Regions from separate parts of the Zea mays genome. Here region 2 is linked to region 1. Evidence: chromatin contacts called from public Hi-C data. All regions are on one chromosome and are shown on one strand. The core of a region is the stretch at or near the end of the contact, and the rest is flanking DNA. Distances in the headings are between cores, read along the strand shown.

What was found. Hi-C and Micro-C count contacts between places; a contact is called where the count stands out from the background.
Region 2: a Hi-C map of ear shows a contact between it and region 1, with 2.0 times the contacts expected there. The contact joins the promoter of LOC100383068 here to the promoter of LOC541877 in region 1. A contact is called at or near these places in 2 of 25 Hi-C or Micro-C datasets (ear and leaf).

Annotation. Positions count from the first base shown.
Region 1 is chr5:136,228,131-136,234,358 of Zm-B73-REFERENCE-NAM-5.0, reverse strand. It overlaps LOC541877 (sucrose export defective 1), which reads right to left and starts at 3,914. Exons shown (of 10, transcript NM_001111545.1): 1 at 3,706-3,914; 2 at 2,962-3,206; 3 at 1,536-1,615; 4 at 525-601. The coding sequence starts at 3,914.
Region 2 is chr5:136,507,526-136,513,753 of Zm-B73-REFERENCE-NAM-5.0, reverse strand. LOC100383068 reads left to right here and starts at 2,261. Exons shown (of 4, transcript NM_001175741.1): 1 at 2,261-2,469; 2 at 2,561-3,480; 3 at 4,337-4,468; 4 at 4,633-4,961. The coding sequence starts at 3,340. The coding sequence ends at 4,818.

The sequences.
Region 1 (6,228 bases), core at 2,665-5,164:
TCAATGAAATGACACACAGCTCTCCTCTGCTGTTGAAGGAAAACACAGGTGTGCTGCAGGCTGTTGCTATGAATGCATTTGAGGTGCTCCAGTGGAGCAAAGGCACTCCAGGAGCTGCTTGTCAGGTCATTTGCTGGGAGGTAATAATCGACTTGACACCTAGTTGATCACCTGCTGTTAAAGAGGGCCATTTGTTTCTTGTTTTCTCTTGTTTGTGGTGTGGCCGTGTCAGAGTGAGTTTGAGTCTGTTTTCGGGTGACTTTATCGCTCTTGTGTACTCTTTTCTTTCTTAATGAAATGATGCACAATTCTCTTGCATGTTCAAGAAAAAAGATGTTCTCTATCACCATCTTGAACTGGGAGCATACTTAAACTTCTAACTTTTGCTAAATATACAAATGTTAACAAAGAAGAGCCACAATCACAAATGTTAAGCAACTGTTATTGCAGTTCTATTTAAGCAGCCTAATAATAGAAAACCTTGATGCCTTCCATTATAGTTTATAAGATGAGATATCACATGCCTTCCATCATCACGTATGAAACCTTGATGCCATATTGGGGTGACTTGGAACCCTTCCAAAACACGCCTAGAGAAATCCTACAACCGCTGAGTATCCAGTGAGAACCCTTTTACATGTTAAAAAATTTGATAGAATAAAACAATAAACCAGCAGACTATCAAATATCATGTACAAACAAGAGAACAGGAAATTTCATATTCCCTGGTCATTATTTAATTGAAATATAGTGATATTGAAGGATCACAATTGACAATTGTACATATCAATGGAAACCCATCTTTGCAAGGAACTTTTTTTTGGACAAAGGATACTTAATGGACAGCATAAAAAAACTCGACCTACGGGGGATAAGACAGCCCCCGGACATTTCATTAAGAATAAGACCTCACACAGATCGAGAAAACTCCCGAACCCCTGTCCCACCCATACACGGCGGCACCTTAGCCCACGTGAGAACGACTGCGACCAGGACCAGGCCTTAGACTTGTGCTTTGGCGTGGGCCAGATGAGGGAATTTTTTTAACCTCAACCTAAAGTTCGCTCCCACGGGGAGTCGAACTCAGGACCTGAGGAGTTCTACTCAGACCACCTAACCAACTTAGTTAGAGGCCCTTTTGCCTTAATGGATAGAATCAATACTTAAATTGGAGACACGTGTTCCTGAAAGTATCTTCATCCAAAAAATAAAATGAATGGCATTGAAGCATGAATGATATCATACTTTTTGTACTTAAAAGTAAACAAGATGTTTATATAAGCATATGTAGCCAATACAATTATCAAAATCAAAGATATAGCACTTCGACAACTTCCAAGTTAAATTATAACAAACAAACAATGATTCCCTAATGGCTACTGTACCCCTTGATAGACAGATATGAAGTAGCTAAGGACATGCCATCCAATGTGTTTTGTGGTTCAGTAAGGAGCTCTAGGTAGTGCAAAGTACTTCATATCATGTTATGAGTCCTTAGATTTCAAAAGAAGACATAAGAGCCATAAAACATCTACCTGAGGGGGCACCTCCCCTTGCGGTGGGGTTGACTCTTTATTGGAAATGAAAGTGTTTCCCAGCATTAGTTCATGCCTACCTATCCAAATGCAGCTCATTAGTTGGGAATTTAACAACTAGTGGTGCATGGGAAAGCAACACTAGCTGTTATAAAAAAACTGAAAGGCACCAATTTTTTTAATATGCAGTTTATTACTTCATTACTTTGCACTGATTAACCATGCCCTATTAAAAGTAACGATTTTGCCCGTGGAGGGATGCAGTTAGGGGTGGTAATGGATCGTGATCCAAATATTTCTTCACGATTTGTTTGAGCCCTTAACTATTTTTAGTTCAAAAATGAGTAGAAATAGAGCCCGATCTGATCCTTAAATGTTAGTGTAAAATTTGGAGCCTATTGTCACCCTAGATGCAGTTGACCTTGTATAAAGAAACAGCAAGCTAGCAAGCTGTCAAGATATACAAAAACACGGGAGTCCTCTCAACCAGAAGTCAGTAGAACCTTGGTCCACCAGGAAGTATCCCTTAGTCAATACCATCAAGGTGCAATCAACCAGAGATGAAAGAGTACTTAGACATAGATAGTTAGCTTTGATATAAAAGATTTTCAGTAACCGTTAATCTACATAAGATTTGACTTTTGATTAGCTTTGTCTCAAGTAAACACTCCTTCCATTCGATAATGTTCGACCAATCTCATCATGAACAAAAACAAGAGCTCCAAACTTACGAAAAATTAATGAAATGCACATGTATGCCCCTATCGAAATGCATGCTACAATTGTTCAACATCTTTTCAATGGCTAAATATAGGTTTCCTCAATAAAAAAATGTGGAACAAAGCTTCCTAAAAAATGAACAGATATTGCCAAATGGATAGTATTAATATAATTTTCACCATGTTTTACACATTCAAATCAGAATCTACGTTGTAGTACAATGTCTTAACATTTTGTGGCAGGAAAATGTAGTTAAACATTCAATAAAATGTGCTTTGACCCATAATAAACTAAAAGGGGAAATGTACTGGAGCAAAACAATCAAATGTCTAAAGTGGCCCTAATTATCTCATAAGAATACATCATGGGATATCCAAAACTAGTATCATGAAGACCTACAATTTGTGGTGGTTACCAGTGCACTACATTTTCGCTGGAACTGGACTGAGAGATATAAATTTCATGTATAAACACCAAGACACAATACTAGTTGGTTCAAATAGGGTAGAAACAGTAGCACTAACTTGATTTTATGAAGTTCATTGCAAATCTTAAATCTGCATGAACTTGCAGTGCAGTACCACATTATACATGCTATGAATTTATCATGCCAACCTGTTTATAAATTCTAGCTACAGAGTTTCCATACAACAAAGTATAAAATAAAACAGTAAACAAAGACAGAGAGACTGGGCAAGAAGCTTACTTCCCCAAAAATTGTTTGATTTCTCAGAGAACTGGCATATGTACTTATCGTCCGCACCAAGGATTTGTGCTCCCACACCAGTAAAGCGTGGGCGATATAACAACTTGTCCAAATCACTCATACCATCACGGAAGAGAGGGTTCTCAACAGAGTACATAAAGCAGAAACTCTGCCTGCACTCTGGAATCGACACCTTGAAGTACCATCCTTCAAAGAAAGGTCGAGCCGTGCCATCAAAGTGGTACCTGCAAAATTGTCCAGCTATATTTAAGTAGTTTGTCTCAGGCTTTTAGCACTTGGTCGTGGCAACGTGTAACAGGAATGAGGGTAACAAAATAGCAGCATTGTGAATAATCTGAGCCTGTTGAATGGGCGTGAACAGTGAGTTGGAGCTCTGAAATGACCGCATTCATGCCCTAAATACCAAACAAATGTGACGATGTGTCACTAATTCAATCAACTTTAGGTTGTTTGGTTTCAGGAATCAAACCATTCTAGATAAGGTTGTGCATCGTGAGTTCAGTTCTATAATAAAAATATGGTGAAATGATTCTAGCACTAGTTATTAGCTGGTGAGGAGTGAGCTGATAACGGATCAACTCATTCTACTCTACAAACCAAACGAAAAAAAAATGGAGCCAGAAATGATTGACTACTCATTCTTCGAACCAAACGCCATCCTGACTCCCCATAGACTCCATGAACACTACCGAATCTCAAAATCCCGAGACGCGTGGCTCTTACCCGCTATGCGGCGTCCGGAGAGACCGGTCCTGCGGCGTGGGCGTGTAGATGGGCGCCGCCGCTGCTGAGGGGGAGGTAAAGGAGGAAACGGAGCTCGAGGCCGCGCGTGGGACGACCCCGCGGGGGCAGTGTCGGCGACTGCTCCGTGGGAGCACGACGCCGGTACGTGGCGTCACGGACGGCAGTGCGGCTGCGACGGCGAGGTTCATGGTAGCAGTATAGTCCAGTCGCCGTGCGGACGGAGTGACCACGGCCCACGGGTTTTTCTTTGTTTGGTTTCGTGGCCTCGTGTCACAAAGCGTGCGCCACGTGGCTCGTACTTGCAATGGATGAGTGCACCGGCTCCGATATCTGCAGCCTCCGTGGCGGGCTGGGGACCAATGAGCGCGTCAAAATTAGGGGTGTTTGGATTCTAAACTCCACGTTTATGTTGTTTTTTAGGTTTTCTGGAGCAGCAAAAGTTGTACTTTAAAAAATTGTACTATAACTATAAAAACATCATGGAGTTATAACTTTAGAGTTCGAGTGTTTGGCAGTCTTTTGCCAGCTCCTTTCTAGAGGTCTACTCTAAAGTTATACTAAACATGCCCTAATGACTTAGGGGGTGTTTAGGATGGCGCCAAGTTCTAGCTCCAGTGTGGAGCTGTAGTTTATAATATCAATTTAAATGGATTTTAAAAAAATAGATCTAAATAATAAATAAAATAACTTATCTATTTTTTTTAAAAGCTTACAGCTCCAGCTCCACAATTTTCTGGAGCACCTAATGACCTTCTTCACCAACTCCACCGTTTTTTTCTGGAGCTGGAGTTGTCCTAAACAGGACCTTACTCAACCAACTACACCAAATTTCTAAAGCTGGAGCTATCCCAAACAAAATATAGTCTAATTATAAAATTAATTATATAGGTAAAGATTAAACCATAAGACTCTAATTAATCCATAATTAGTAAATATTTACTGTAGCCCTACATTATTGAATCGTGGACTAATTAGACTTGTTAGACTTATATTATTGTTTAGTCTTTATCTTTGTAATTAGTTTTATAACTAGTTTAATTAATCTGTGCTAACGCTGGTCCTAGAAAGGTGAGAGGAGGTGGAGGGGCTAGCGACGTGTAACATGTAAAATCTTATTATTAAAATTTAGTAAAATAAGGTTTTAAAATATCATTTAACAAAATCCTCATACCTTTGAAGTTGCATCCCCTAAAGCGAATATGTTTTCTAATAAATATTAAACCAAAAAGTTCCTAATTTATCCTTTGTTGAATTTTATAATTAGAAATATTCCCTAAAAGATCAGAACTAAATAGATATGTTCCTTTATGTAAATAATATATTTTTATTGTGAATCATTTCTTATTTTTCATAATTATTGGCATTTTTAGTCAGGAAATAAATAATTAAATAAGTAGATAAAGAATATCAAATAAAATAAGATTATTGCATCTCATGTAAAGGTTTGTTTTGTTGTGCATTTAAATTAAGTTTGAATTTTAGCACCAGATTTAAATTCAAACTTGAAATTTGAATTTGGGAACTAAAAAGGAAATAGAAAATAGAAATGAAAATAAAATAAAATAAAATGAAGAGCTTGCCTGTGCTAATGGGTCATTTCTCCCCTTCTTCGGCCCACGTTACCCCCTCAGAACTGTGCGGCCTAGCTTCACTCCCACACTTGACAGCCAATCCCACGTCCACGCGCATGCTCACTTCTGTTTGGGTCGTAGCGGTCAGGGGTAGAGATGACAACGGGTAAAAATTCGTTCGGTATTACTTGTCCAAACCCATACTTGTGAAGAAAAAATACGCCCGCTAAAAAACTTATATCCATGACGGGTATAAAATGTTGCCCAAACCCATACCCATGCGGGTTTCGAGTACCCAGTGGGTTTCCCATACCCACTAACATCAACATAAAAAATAATTCATCATGTAAATAATAATCAATACATTAATAAGCTAGGATAAAAAGAACAAGTGATAACTAATTTTAGCTTAAAATTTGTTACATGAAGTTTATTTTAATTAGAACATATTTAATTAATAATATTATGAGACATATTTATAAGGAATGATGATTTTAAAGCGGGTTTTAAAAACTCATGGGTTGCGGGTATGGGTAGTGGAAGAACAAATTTATGCCCACGTACCCGTTGGGTTTCCATTTGAACTCTAGTCAGGGGGTCCTTCTTCCCCTTTTCTCGTAGTCGACCTCAACAAACACCCTGGCATGCTCGGGATTGGACGCAATCCTCCTGCACCTATAGTTGGCCAAAAGGGCGGCCTGGCCTGGACCCGTTAGGACCGACGGCTAATCGGGCCGTGCCCGACCGGACCGCGTGTCGCAGTCATGGTCCAGGCACGCCGGTCTGGTAGCCGTGCCGGCCCGGCCCGTTAACATATTCATTTTGTCCCATTAAATCAGGGAAAATATTAAAAAATTGTTCCTCCAAGGCTAAAAATGTGCGTGAGTGAGGTTTCGAACCCAAAACCTCCCTCTCCAAGGCTAAAAACACT
Region 2 (6,228 bases), core at 1,012-3,511, 280 kb before region 1:
AAGCGGTCTGCGCACTCAGGCCTAGTTCTGATAGGTCATGATTGTGCCGCAAGCCATGGGGCGCGTGGGCCATAAATTCGCCACAGTCCGTGGGGTTTATAGGCTATGAGTGCGTTGCAGCCCGAGGGGCTCATAGGCCATGAGTGGGAGGCGGACCGATGCCTCTTCTGTGGCTTGGCGCTAGGCGTAGTTAATGTGGCCAGTCACTATATGATGGGTCGGTCTCGGGCCGGGCAAGGGATCCACTCGAGTGTTTTCCTTTCGGTTCACTAGGCCCCCATTGTCTAGCACTGCCACGCCCGACCCCAGGCTCGGTGCTGCAGGGTTCGTACAAGGGTGGCTGCTTCCAGGGTAGACGTTTCTCCTCTCCTCCAGTCGATCGACGGGCCACAACTGCCAGAGACTTTTCCCTATCGTGCTCATTGACCAATGGGTCCTAGGGACCGGGGATCTTATCCTCGACAACTCGTGGCCTCAAATTGACCATTGGATTACTTGAGAAGGGTTGGTTACAATCCTCGTCCTTTCGGACACCACAACGTGGATGTTAGCAAGCATTTGGGGCTTGGTCGAAACACGGTAAAAATCAGCGTGTCTTGTGTGCTTCACTTTGCTTGCGATTCATTCTTCCTATGTTATTCTAATTTCTTGATTTCACTTGTGATATTGCTCTAAGTTAATTCTGCATCTAAAAGGGCAATCTAGTGAAAGAATTTCTCTTCCTTCTTACTCTAATTTGATATGTATTTGTATATAATTTAGATCAAGTTAGTTTTTAAAATTGTGATTTCAGGTGTCACTTATTCACCCCCTATAGGTGACTATCACCAAGGCGCATACAAGGTAAGTAATATTTCCAAAGGTTTATGTTTTGTTTTTTCCTCCCTATCACAACTGAAAATTTATATAATGAACTTCTATATGCAACATCTGTCTTAGCCCAACTATATTCTCTACGTTGTTTGTTTGAGTTGATATCTCATTATACAATGCATTTTTCTGCAATTATGGTGAATCATTTCCTGTTTCTGCTGAGGTACTTGATTATAGCTTTTGTCTTCCAATTTGCAGGCTAAATATGTCCATATATTTATTAGTGGAAGTGAAGATTTCAATTTAATCGAGCTTCTCTTGGTGGATTTTCTGCAAATCTTGTTTTTAGTGTAGATAGAGCAGCAAGGGAAAGATGTCCGTATAACCGCATTCTCCAATACGGTTGGATATGCTATTCAGGTGTGTGAATATAGATTTCTTAAGCAGATGGCAGAACTATTTGGTTAATGCTTAAACATGTGTTGACTTACTTTCTTGTCCATGCATTTCATAGTTGTTGGAATTCAACATGTTACTGGCTAATAGTGTGTTTCTGAATTGTATATGTTATTCTATCTATGAAGGATTATTTTTTACACAAATATTTCCAACTAGATCAATATATACCATATAATGCATGTTTTGAATTCTTTACCTAATCTTGCTTTGCTATGCGCGTGTCCATCCACATCACACCGCCGTACGCTACACCAAATCGCCGCCTTGCATGGGTTTTACAACTTTTCCTTCAGTCCAGACTTCAAACCTTTATTACCCCATTTATTTGTCCATATTTTATGGTTAGATATGTTGGATAAAGAACCAGACGACTACAATCTATATAACACCTTTTGAATTACTTATATATATACACACATAAAAGGAAACTGTTGCTTGCCTTTTTTAGTTTTAGTGTGAAAGTGAGAGTGAATGAAACACCAATTAAGGCGGTGTTTGGTTTATAGGGACTAAACTTTAGTCCCTCCACTTAATTCCATTTTAATTCATAAATTGTTAAATAGGGAAACTAAAATAGAGTTTTAGTTTCTATATTTAGTAATTTAGGGACTAAAAAGAAATTAAGTGGAGAGACTAAAAATTAGTTCATAGAAACTAAACACCCCTAAGAATGGTGAGGGAGCTGGAGCACGAGCGCAGCGAGCTGCACCACTATTACGATCGCGTCAGGTACGAATTCGTGACAACAATACAACTCTTCATCCAATTAGATTTCTAAAGTCACACATCAAATATGATTTTTTCGTATTCGCTTATTTGGGCTAAATCAGCCTCCGTCTAGGGCCTGATGTGCCTAATGGGCCGGTATGCTGGTAAGTGGTGGTCCAGCTGCATTTTGCGCCGGCCTTAGCCCATGCGGCCAGCGTGCACCTGCCCTAGCCGCGTTGCTGGGAAGTCTGGAACAAGGAAGCAGCCGTCCCCGTCCAGCCTTCCGCCCCGCACGCCGCAAGCCGTGCTCCTGCCTTCCTACCCGTCGCGCGCATCGCCGATTCACCGGTGCCCGTCGCTCGCAGACCTCTCCCTCGCCCCTCGCCCAGCTTGTCGGAGGCCGAAATTGATTTGCTCTGTCCAGCTCTGGGCTCTGCTGCTTTGGCCTCCAAGCGCGCCATGTGTTTCTATCGACAATAAAATTCACAAGTAAGACAATTCATTTTACATCAGAGTTAATTTAGTACGGCACTCAAAGATAGAACGTTGTAATGCAAAATTTTGCCATTACTACCTCTAGCAAGTGCACTTCGAATTACTGGATAATTGGAGCTGTGTGCAGTGTGCTTGCCCCTAGCAGCTTGCCGGAGCTTGCAACTGTTCTGCTCTAAACCAGTGAAACGTGAAGACTGAACCTGCTTCTGCTTGGCTGCTTGCTCCAATTCAAGAATCCTCTCTTCTCGGCTTACTTCATTTACTCTTGCTTGTAAGCTTTTATGCCTCAACAAAGTTCACTGTTATGCACATTTTTTCTGATTAATATATTAGTTATATTTATACTCTATAATTTATATCACAAATTGCCTAAATCTTAGCAAAGTTCACTATTATGCATATTTTATTTCACTGTTATTTTTATAGTTTATATTTACAAAGTTCACTATTATGCATTTGATGTGCTGCTATTTTTATATGCAGTGATCCGCGTTGTAACTGTGGTTGAAACTTGTCTTATAATTTACTGAAAGAGAATTCTTTTTGCAAGGATAAAGTCATCATCGCTCGTTTTCAAAATATGAAGGATCGAAAACTTACCTTATAATCTTTAAACTTTATTAGTCATTTATTTATAGGATAGGTGATTAGGTTACATTGTTTGGTATTCCTGGTCAACAGTTTAGTTGACTGCTCTTTTTGAACCAGAGATGGTGCAATTTGTTTATGTGCAACTGTTGTCATGTCATATACCCACCTCACAAGTTATTAGCTATTACTTCACCTGTTTGCTTTCTTTGCTTTCAGGTTCTATTCCTTGTTAACTGACTGCTGTAATACAGATCAATTACATTGAATTTTACCATGGCAGCTGAGGAAGATGTCAAGCAGAGGCAGATCATTGAAAATCGTGCCAGAAATATAAGCCACAATGTTAGGTGCACTGAGTGTGGTAGCCAATCGATTGAAGATTCACAGGCTGATGTTGCTATTCTCCTTAGGAAGGTACTAACTTTTTAAACTTGAATGACTTGTTTACAGGACTCATTGTAACAGTTTTTTTTTGCCATTCTCTTGCTGGATAAGTCAGATTTGCTGATATATCTATGTATTCGTTTCTGTGTTTTGTTGCGACTTTTCAACCACTGCTCTGAAGCAAAGGAAGAGTTACATCTTTGATATCGTTTTTTTAGTTTTCACACTACTCATTATAGCTCAATGCACATGTGTTATTTGGTACATCTCTTGTTTCCATAATTGTCTGTTCTTTTACCTCGAATAGCTGAGTTAACCTCTCTTCTTGGTGGACATAAAACTGTTGTTAGCTGGACTATTTTTAGTCATGTAAAGTTTATCAGGCATGATACTGTCATAAGTTTACTTCTGAGATTTCGGTGCATGAACAGATGCTGATTTGATAGAAATTGGAATGATGTAGCTATTAAATTTGTGGATTTTTCAGATGGGATATGTTTTGCTTAATCATTTGCTTTTGATAATTGTCATCACAAATCACATGCCATCGCATTTTATACAGTGGTACTGTATCCATTACAAGTAATGTCTTAGAACTTTGGATTCCTGATATCTGAAGCACCTGTCGACTCCTGTTTTGTAAATATTAGCGCTTAGGTTTTGCGATTTTTTCTGCAACTACAGTTTTGACAACTAGGTTCCATGATAGTGTTACCAGATGTTAAGCGCTATATGAGCTTCTTTTTCTTCCTCTCCTGTATTTGTGTATATATATATATTTATTAAATGTATGGCAACCAGGAAAAGAGAAGCATTCAGTAGTAATGCTAAATTGACATTTACTGTGATATTTTCTGTTAGACAGTAACAATATTACATTTTGCAGCTCATTCGTGATGAAATAAAAGCAGGAAAGAGTGATAAAGAGATCTACAAGAAACTAGAGGATGATTATGGGGAGACAGTACTATATGCCCCTAAATTTGATCTTCAGACTGCTGGGATTTGGCTTTCGCCTGTAAGGCCTAATAAGAATCTATCATTTATTCATTTTGTACATGCTTCCATTTATTATACATAACTGTATGGCATGTGCTACTCCTCAGGAGCTAGCGACTCATCAAATTCCCTGAAATCTGCTAATCTGAATCTGAGATTTCTGATTGAGTTCATCATGTACAGGTCATTGTTGGTGGTATAGCAGCTGGAATCTGGGCTTACCAAAGGCATAGGCAAAGGACAAATGTTCACATTATGGCTCTGAACCTGGTCCGAGGGGTACCACTGACTCCAAGGGAGAAGGAGACCATGCTAGACATCCTTACACCTCCACCGGCTCCAAGGAAATGGTGGTGGCCAGGCAAATGATGTAGAATTCATGTGCTGGACCTGGTAGATGCTCACAAATGGTTAGGATGCAAATTACAGTTTGGATGCATGATACTTTGATCGTGACTTTCAGTTTAACCAAAAGCCTGTTCATTTGGCTATAATTCATACAGGCTTCTACTAGCTCAATAGTGTTTTGTCTCTATGGATTGTAGCTGCAGCAGCTCAAACAGTTGGCTTTAATCCGAAGCGAACAACTAGAAGTCAAAACTTTGTAATGTGTACTCTATCATCGAACTAGTTGTATGTCACACCCGATTTTGGAAGGCAAACCGAATGCGAACCATGTATGTGTCAGGATCAGAAACCCACGTACACATCGATTATATAATTAGACATTATCACAAATTGCTCAAAATAAATAGCGAAAATGTATTTTATCACATAAAGATGTTCAAGACATTCACAGTCATTAACAAAACAGTGTCATTAATATTATCAAAGTGTGGAATACAAAACGTAGCAGATACGATCTTCACAGGCAGCTGACTGTGGGTTTGCCACTAACATAACTAAAATTCGTCGTAGTCCTGTAACTTCTCAAAGTCCTCCATGTTGCTTGTATCTTCTCCCGAGCACTGAATACAGTGGGGGACAACCTGAGGTGGGGTGGTTTTTAAAGCAAGGGTGAGTACACATCAATGTACTCAGCAAATGTCCCGTTTGGCTAAAGTGGGCTAGCTGTATGTGGAGTTAAGGTTAGGCAGTTGCTTTTAGTTGGTCGGGTATTTATTACCTAGTAGTAAAGCCATGTTTTAGCAATCAACCCAGTTATTACCCAAAAGTACTCCCTACAAAAGGAAATACCAGAGATTAGAGTTATACTTGTCATCATTAACCATAATCATAAAAGCATCCAAAGTTCTAATCAAAGAGGATCCCAAGACTGCTCTTAACCGTGAGCACGACTGATATACCAGTTTCTTACACTCTGCAGAGGTCGCACACTTTACCTACGAGTCGTGATTCCCGTTATGCCTAGAGATCATTACTCCCCATTGATAACTACCAAGGTGACCTGACAGGGTCTCACTATGTAGCCTTTACAAAGATTCCCCAGAGGTCATAGTTGCCCGTTAGGTTTCTCCAGTTTGATAAACACAATACTTCTTCCCACAAAAAGGGTGACTAACAAAACTAAATCGAAAGAACCTCGACAACCAGCCTCGGCAGAGCAAGAACTGTGCCCAGACCCCATTAACCGTCGTACGACGAAGCCAACTACACCTCAAGTTCCTCTAATTAATCAGCTAAGGGCGTCCCATTCCACCCTCATGGTTGTACTGTTATCCCGGGTGGTCACTCAATGAACTGGTCCTTACGGAGAGGTACTCAGGAAACAACCTGAGTCCACTAAAGTATCACAAGATTATCATCGGGATAACATCA